Regions from separate parts of the Drosophila melanogaster genome. Here region 1 is linked to region 2. A link is a contact called in public Hi-C data. All regions are on one chromosome and are shown on one strand. The core of a region is the stretch at or near the end of the contact, and the rest is flanking DNA. Distances in the headings are between cores, read along the strand shown.

Region 1 (4,071 bases), core at 1,401-3,900, 700 kb after region 2:
CACCTTCTCGACCACATCGCTGTCCAGCTTGGGACGCAGCAGGCGCATTTGGTCTTTGGAGACGGGTTCGGGACTCTGGTGCACCGTATAGTTGTGCGATCGGCAGACATCGCAGCAGATCGAGAGTAGAATGAGCAGGAGAAGATTGATGATCAGTATGGTGGATATGCCGCCATGGCCATCCTGGCCACTGGCCAATTGGCGGCCTAAGCGAGCCAATTGCTGACGTAGATCGAAGGAGCTGCTCTGCTGGCGGACCACAATCTTGCTGGGTGAGGCATTCTGGGAGTTCGACGAGGAGGAGGAGGTGCCAGGTGCCTGCTGATTGATGTGGGTGGTGGTCATCTTGGTATTCACATTCACCGCGATCTTCACATTGAAGCTGATGTTCAATCTCTTTGTGGGCGCCGCACCCTTCGCCTGTTTGTCCTGCTCATCCGACTGGTGGTCTACATTTTGTTGCCAAAACATAGTCATCGAGGCACTCGATCTTCACCCCGAGTTCGCGATTTGTGGCGTTCGATTCCTATTTCACTCGATAATCGTTGTTTGCTTTGGCTGAATTAACATTTTAGTGCCGCATTTGACTGAAAACGAAACTGAAACACACAACACAGTGACCACCGCAGTGTAAATCAAAAGAGAAATAGAAAGAGAGGGGTGAATTTGAACAACGCACAAATAAAAATCAGATTTCAAATAGCAGAGTCAAAAAACCAATTCAATTGGAAATTTTAAGTACACAAACTAATTTCCATTTTATGCAAATTCGAGAAGCAGCAAACGAGGCAGTTACAAAAAATTAAATGCAAGTGATATTTTACGGATACCCTTTACTCAACATTATGTCATATAATGTTAAAATATATGAATACATTTTTATATAATTTATTTAGCGAATTTGAGAAATGAGTCTCGTTAACTTTCCATTAAACAGAATGACTTATTTCTTGTACTTCAATTCATTGCAGTTGCAATTTAAAGGCATAAAAAAAGCTGCTAAAAGGCCCGAACCTAGTAATTTACAAATATTTGCAGTATATCAGCAAGCCAAGTTTTGTCTAATTAATAGATACTCCAATCACTGTATTTACAAAGTGGCAGTTCTGCCCTTGCAAAATGCTATATTACTATCATTTTTGTCAAACCGTCAATTATCATGAGTTTTCCGGATTATTACTCAATTTAGTGTAACAAGCATAAACAATTTACATGTATAGTTGATTAATAGCTGTACCAATAGCATTAAATGATATTTGCATATTTGAAAATTTGATGTATATAATATATTTGATATATTTGATATATATTTGATATATTTGGAAAATAATTAATAAAAATAAGTAGGCAAGTGAATATACCCCAAGAAAAAGCTTAACTACATTGCATTCTACTTATTTCAGATGCAGCTCAAAGGTTCAACGCACATTGCCGGCGAGATAAACAGGGTAAACACAAACACACACACACACAATCTAAGTCCGGATCGATAAGCCAAAATCCCAATGATCTCCGTAACTGGTTTGGCCAGCTTCCACCGCCCAACTCATCCAAATGTCGCCGGGATTTCGATTAGAGGACATGGATGGTCCATGCTCTCATGGTCCATGGTCCAATTAATATGGCGTCTGCATAATCAGCTAGCCAAGCGACAAGTTTCAATTAACATGGCGTAATGCATGGCCAATAAGTCACGCCCCCTTCGACCGACCACAGCAAAAACAACAACAACAACAACAACAACAACAACAATAGCGAACGGGAAGTGGCCATAACAAATTTATCCTCATTAAGATGCAAACACATTCGACGGACGGAGAATAATCGAGCGGAGTCGCACTTTCAAAAACGGAAATCCCTTTTGTCCGCAAGTTCAGCAAAACCATAGATATACATATATATATGTATATATATATATATGTATATATAATAGTTAATTGCACTTTAATTTCATATTTACCAGCAACAACAACAGCACAGCAGCACGGAAAATGTTAATTAAATCGCCCGATGAGCAGACTAGACCGAACAAATATATATATGTATAAACAAAATGAAACAGAAAAACCGAAAATAAATTGAAATTCAAATTGAATAAACCGCGCGAAATAGTGAAAACACGAAAGATCACAGCGGGATTAATTGCATTAAAGTTATTCAGAGAATATTATGCAAAAGCTGCCGGCCAGCGTTTTGCATTAATTAGTCGAAGGTATGTATGCTATAGTATATATATATACATATTTGTACAATCAGAAAGTCAAAACCGATGGAGCCTTAAACTCTCACCCACATTTCGCTCGAATCGCCGCTGTTGAAGTTGTTAAGCGCTGTTCACGCGCTTTAATTCAATTTATTGTTGATTTGAGCGGCTTAATTGCATTTTATTGTTGCAGTTGCGGCCCCAACTGAAAAGCAACTCCACACACACACACATAGGAACACTTAGTGCACGCGAAAAAAAAAGGGTATTAAAAGAGCCGAAATTCATGCAAACACACACATACGCGCACGGATGTATCTTGTATCTTTGAGAACGCAACTCACTCGACAAAATGTCACAGATATCTGGATGTGGATCTGAATCTGGATCTGGATGTGCGATTCCCGAAGCGTTACGTAGTGCGCAGTGGCGCGATCGCAGCAGAACTGATTTGCCGGCGAGCGGCGGCTTTTTAACCAAGCCCCAAGCTCCAAGTCCAAGTCCAACCCCCCAGCTGGAGAACTTGAGCACGGAACTGAAACCGAACCGAAGCGATGCGATGCGATACGATACCATACGATACCATACGATACCATACGATGCGATGAACGATGAGTGACGAAGCGCACCGCAACCGAACCGAACTGAACCGAACCGATCTTAAATGACCATTGATCTTCTTTTTCGTTGACGCAGCAACTATGACGTCATTGGCAGGGCAACCCCTAAACTGGATATCATGGGTAGATAGCCCACCGCGCTCCTCTTTCCATGGGTCAAAGCTCAACTCAATCGGTTGATCGCAGATCGCAAGCAGGCCGCCAGATATTTAAGTTCTTATAGATACATAGATAGATAGATGTATTTTCCATCTCAAGAAACCAATGCCACCTCAAGAGTATCTATCTAAAATATAATCTTAATAAAAACATGATCTTAACATTGTGCATCTAGTTGATTTGATGATTTTCGGTTTTTAATAAGCTTCCGACTTACATAGTAACATCTTTGTATCATTAAAATTAAGGTAATGGGCCGAGGCTATGTAAAATGTATATAATTATTAAATTATAGTACTTATTTTTGAGCTAGACTTATTAAGACTAAATATATTGAAAAGCTTACATCCAAAGAGGGTTAAATTTCAACTTCTTGCAATGGAAAAAAACTTTATTCGTTTACAAATGTTAACAGAAATAATTTAAAATACAACTCAATTTACTCTAAACATCGTCACATGAATAGCGCAAATCAACGCGCTTTTTCGCCAACAAATAAACGTGGCAGAAAATTTGTTTAAATCGTTTAGCTGACTCACTCTTTACATTTAGCTAAGCATTAACAGCACACCTAAATTGATTATTAAACTAATTGATCGCAAGCAGCAGTAAACGCTTGAAAATAATTGAATTCAATAGGGAACTAGCCCACACAATCAGAAAATAAAGTCATCAATTGGGGTGAATAGAAGTGTATTTCCATGAAAAGTAAACGAGATGTGGAAAGTCATAGAAATTTCATTAAAAATTTTCTATCAAACTACAAAATATCATATTTCCATAACTTTTTAACCGAGAAATATGAAGAAAACAAGTTAAGCTATTAATTTCATTGATTTACACAAACATTTAGGTATTTTTTTTTTACTCTGTAGAATCAAAAACTCGCAAGCTAAGAAATATGCAATATTTTAAAGCATTTTCCGAGCATTTGAAGCACACAAGAGTAGGCAATTTTCCGGTTACACATGACTCGTGACTCATACAACTGACACTGCGGGATGAAAAATTGAGCGGCGAGTGAAAGGCTTGCGTGACAGCTTCCGTTTCCGGTTCCGCCATCAAGTCCAAGTATCCCTTTCGCTTATG
Region 2 (3,966 bases), core at 1,449-3,948:
GAATGTTCGATGTGCATATATTAATATACATATACATATATATATATATATTAATATTGTGAAAGTCACCAAGGATATATATATAGATACCAGATAACCGGGGACCGTAGATCATTTTTCGGCCATCTATGTAGAGAATATGGTCAAGTGGAAAACGATGTATATATATTTTCTGAATTGCATATCACGATATTTTACAAGACACAAGAATATTAGTAATCAGAATTTTAATTGTGCTACATTAGTATCTTCTTTATCTTATCGTTTAAATTCAAATGCTGTAAACTTGTTTGATATATTTCGATATGCTCATTTTGCGAAGCTTCTGATGTTCAGACAATTTGATATTGATTTGTTTTACTAGATTATCTTTATTAGGTTATCAAAGAAATGAAAAAAAAAACACATTTGTTACATTTTCCACCTACGAGTATAATATATATGTATATTGGCCTACTTTGTGCGCTTTAGCCTAACTTGCTTAGTTCATTACATTATACCATTGAAAACTCTTCCAAAATAAACAAATAGCACAATCCAGACTTATAAGCATTACGGTCCCTGAAATAGAAGTCCTATATTGGTTGCTTTTAAACGAACTACCTATGTACGCTGGACATTGGTGTATATGTTTATTTGTGAACTGTATGTGAAACTAGCACAAAATCAAATTTTAATTGAGCTTACAAGAATATAATTATATATGTAGTTAACTATTTATATGTAACAATGTGGCGCAACATCGCTTTGGCTTATTGCCAAGTCAATGAAAAACGCAGAACGGCAGCTCCTATGTGTTTTGTTTAAGACCGGTCCCGGATTGGATGCTTAGTTATGCGTAGATGTATGCGAAACCCATGTATTTTGAACTGTACAAATGGATTTAGCCGTGTGCATAGAGTAGATGAAAAGTGTATTTTTGAGAGGTCAGGCTGCCCTATGGCCACCGAACGAATGGACGAAATAAAGTTGCTACAGTTCCACAGTACATCAGTGGTCTGTTTTTGTTGTTTTACTCTGCTTGTTACAAGGTGGCCCGCTTGCTGTTGGGCAGAGCATCGCCCTCGTCATCGCTGCGATCCGCACGTCGCCGCTTCTTTTGGTGCTCCTCGACCAGCTCCGAGGTGCGAATCTTGTTGCCCGTCATCTGCAGCCATTCGATGTACTGAAATTATGTGATTAATATAACACTCCGTGCCCACTTGACTGGTAGTACAGCCACCCACCTGACTGTTGGTGCGCACTCCAGCCTCGTGCAGCTTGGCCTCGATGTTATCCAGTCGATGCTCCGCCTTGGCTGCCTGTCCGTCGCTCTTCGAGATGTCCAGGAGATGACGTACCCTCTGGCGCAGCGTTTCGAAGATGATGCGGCCGATGACATGGTTGCGATCGTAGGGCGTCAGATAGCGACCGAACTCGTAGAAGTACGGGTGCAGGCGTCCCAGCTCGATGTGCGTGGTCTCCGCCTCGCAGACGGCCTTATGCACATTGCGATAGATATCTGGCACGGCGACGGTGAAGTAGGCATTGTTTACCTTCAGCTCCTTGATGTACCACAACGGCAGATTGACCGTCCTGCCGGGCTCCAGGTCATCCGATTCCGCGCCGGAGTCCAGGAATCCTGCAAGCAACTCAATATTGTCGGATTACTGGCCAGAATGTGCGTGTCCGTCCAAGCCAATCACTTACCCATCCGCTGCAGCTTGGTGTTCACCCGACATTCCACCTTCTCCTGGGTCACGAATATGTCCTCGATGGAGTAATAGTTCGGAAAATAGTTCATTCCGTTCATTGCGCGGCCCAGCTTTATGATTCGTTTGGTGTTTACTTTAGGTAAATTCAATTTCTTAAGTGCGCGACCTATCGCCTATCGATATTAGATGCATTTTGCCGGGGTCTATCGAGGCAGAAACAGCTGTTTGCCTGGATGCCGAGGCACTCGATAGGTTTTATGTACTATATATATCGAAGCATTTATATGTATTATATGTAAATAGTTTTTCCGGAAAATTACTCTTATTTCAGCGCGAATTTTAAATTGCAGCCTGCACTTGACATTTTTTTATACATAAAATTACTAGTCAGGGTATAATTACTCAAAGTTGTAAATGATGTGGAACATGTGAACTCAGCTTAGTAATAGTAATTCGATACGATTGCAATTAGATGGTTACTTCTTCCGCAAGTTCTTAGGCTTATCTGCATCTTTCAAAAACAAATAAAAATAAAGGTTTCGTTCCCGGCAATGACTATTTTGACTTCAATTTCGAACAATTGATCTTAATCTAGCCGTATGATCATCAAGTCGTCGATAAAGTCGCCCATATTAAAAATCATCAATCCACTTGAGATCAAAAATAGCAAAGCCGCGTGCTTCGAGTTTTTCTTGTTGGCGACGAGGAACGGACAGATGGTCGAAAGAGCCATTTCGATTTAGCTATGTGTGTGCAAGGATTAGAGAAATGTGTGTGTAGTTAATATCAGTTAATAACGAAATCATAGGGAGCACACAACTTGTTCGGTCGAGATTTGAGTTCACAGTAAGAAGTTTGAAGGCACGAGCGTTGAAGTGCGAAAAAGGACTTTGACAGTTAACTCCCGCGTTGCTGAGCACTGGCTGGCTTCGTTGCCCATCGGACTATCGATAAAGTCGAACTGTAAAGCCGCCGCCACCAAAAACTTTTTCAGCCTTCCGGCAAACGGTCATACTCAGCTAGCTGTCCGACGAGTTTTGTTATTGGCGGAGAAAAGATTACGCTGGTTTATAAATTCTCAGTTAAGCCGATTTCTCAGCTCCTCTCCCCCTGCAGAGATCTAACACATCTATATAGATATATATATTTTATATATTCCTTGATCGATTTGCGATCCCGAAAGTCGATCAGCCGTGCGTCTATATATTTTTTTTTCTGTTCTTGCCCCTCGTGCAACATCAGTGAACATCAGCGGCCCACCGTACAAAATCTCAATAAGAAAAAAAGAGAGCATAAAGTGAAATTGCCTTTTGCGGCAAGTAAGAAAACGACCAAAAAAGAGAAAAGAATATAACGACTATTTGAATTAAACAAAGTTTATTGTTTACAATAGCATACAATACAAGTTTATAAGCTAACGGGCGTCGCTGTGCGTGTGTGTGTGCTTGTGTGTGCGTGCGTGTAGTTGTTGCGCCAAAAATTCCAATCGGAATTCTGGAACAGCTGGCCACAACAACAAAACGCGGCCAATAGAAGAACAATTTAGCTGCTGAAAAATGGGCGACTTCGATCTGAATGTGGACAGCTTGATACAGCGGCTGCTGGAGAGTAAGTAGATGCGAAATTTCCCCCTCTTTCAATCCTACTTTCCCAAAACCTCCCCCCCAAACCCTCTACGCCCCTCCCACGCCACTGTCCCCATTTTAATTTATTACACAGTTTATCTGCGTGTGTGTGTGTGTGCGATTGCATTTTCTAATTATTGCACATTGTTCGCTTAAATGGTAGTAGGTTTTCTTTTTGTTGTTGCGACAGCCCCTCTCTCTACCGCCGCCGCCGCCACCGCTGCTGCCGCTGCAACCGTTTGAATTTGACTCTTGAATCAATTAGTTTTAATTGATTTTCATTGCTCCTCTTGAAAAACAGCAAAAACCATAAAAACAACAACAACAACAGCGACAGCATCTACGCTACGCTCATTAGCGTTTACATAATACTAACAGTGATCGCGCTGTTAAGCACGCCATCTCTGTCCTGCGCTAATGTCTCCCAAATGATTTTTGGTTTATTAGCTGTGTTTTTTCTTGTTTCGCCTATATTGGCAATGACGTCATCGAGCTGATAAACACGGGCGTGATTCAAACAGAATGTGTAGCTATGAAATCGCCGACGAAGGAATGGAACGGAATCACATGAGTTACTCGATAAGGAGCTTTGTCGCAAGTAACCCCACTGCCCGTTGGAGTGGGATCGCTGTTCGTGTCACGCAACT

Evidence for each region. A called contact is a pair of places that touch in the nucleus more often than the background predicts.
Region 1: a Hi-C map of the Kc167 cell line shows a contact between it and region 2, with 1.7 times the contacts expected there. The contact joins the promoter of sev here to the promoter of flw in region 2.

Annotation. Positions count from the first base shown.
Region 1 is chrX:11,083,649-11,087,719 of dm6, forward strand. It overlaps sev (sevenless), which reads right to left and starts at 2,651. Exons shown (of 12, transcript NM_078559.3): 1 at 2,548-2,651; 2 at 1-599. The coding sequence starts at 477.
Region 2 is chrX:10,383,262-10,387,227 of dm6, forward strand. It overlaps flw (flapwing), which reads left to right and starts at 2,699. Exons shown (of 5, transcript NM_001272478.1): 1 at 2,699-3,302. The coding sequence starts at 3,251. Psf3 (Partner of Sld Five 3) reads right to left here and starts at 2,600. Exons shown (of 3, transcript NM_001298154.1): 1 at 1,690-2,600; 2 at 1,227-1,621; 3 at 92-1,165. The coding sequence starts at 1,792. The coding sequence ends at 1,025. CG17841 reads left to right here. Exons shown (of 4, transcript NM_132394.4): 4 at 1-922.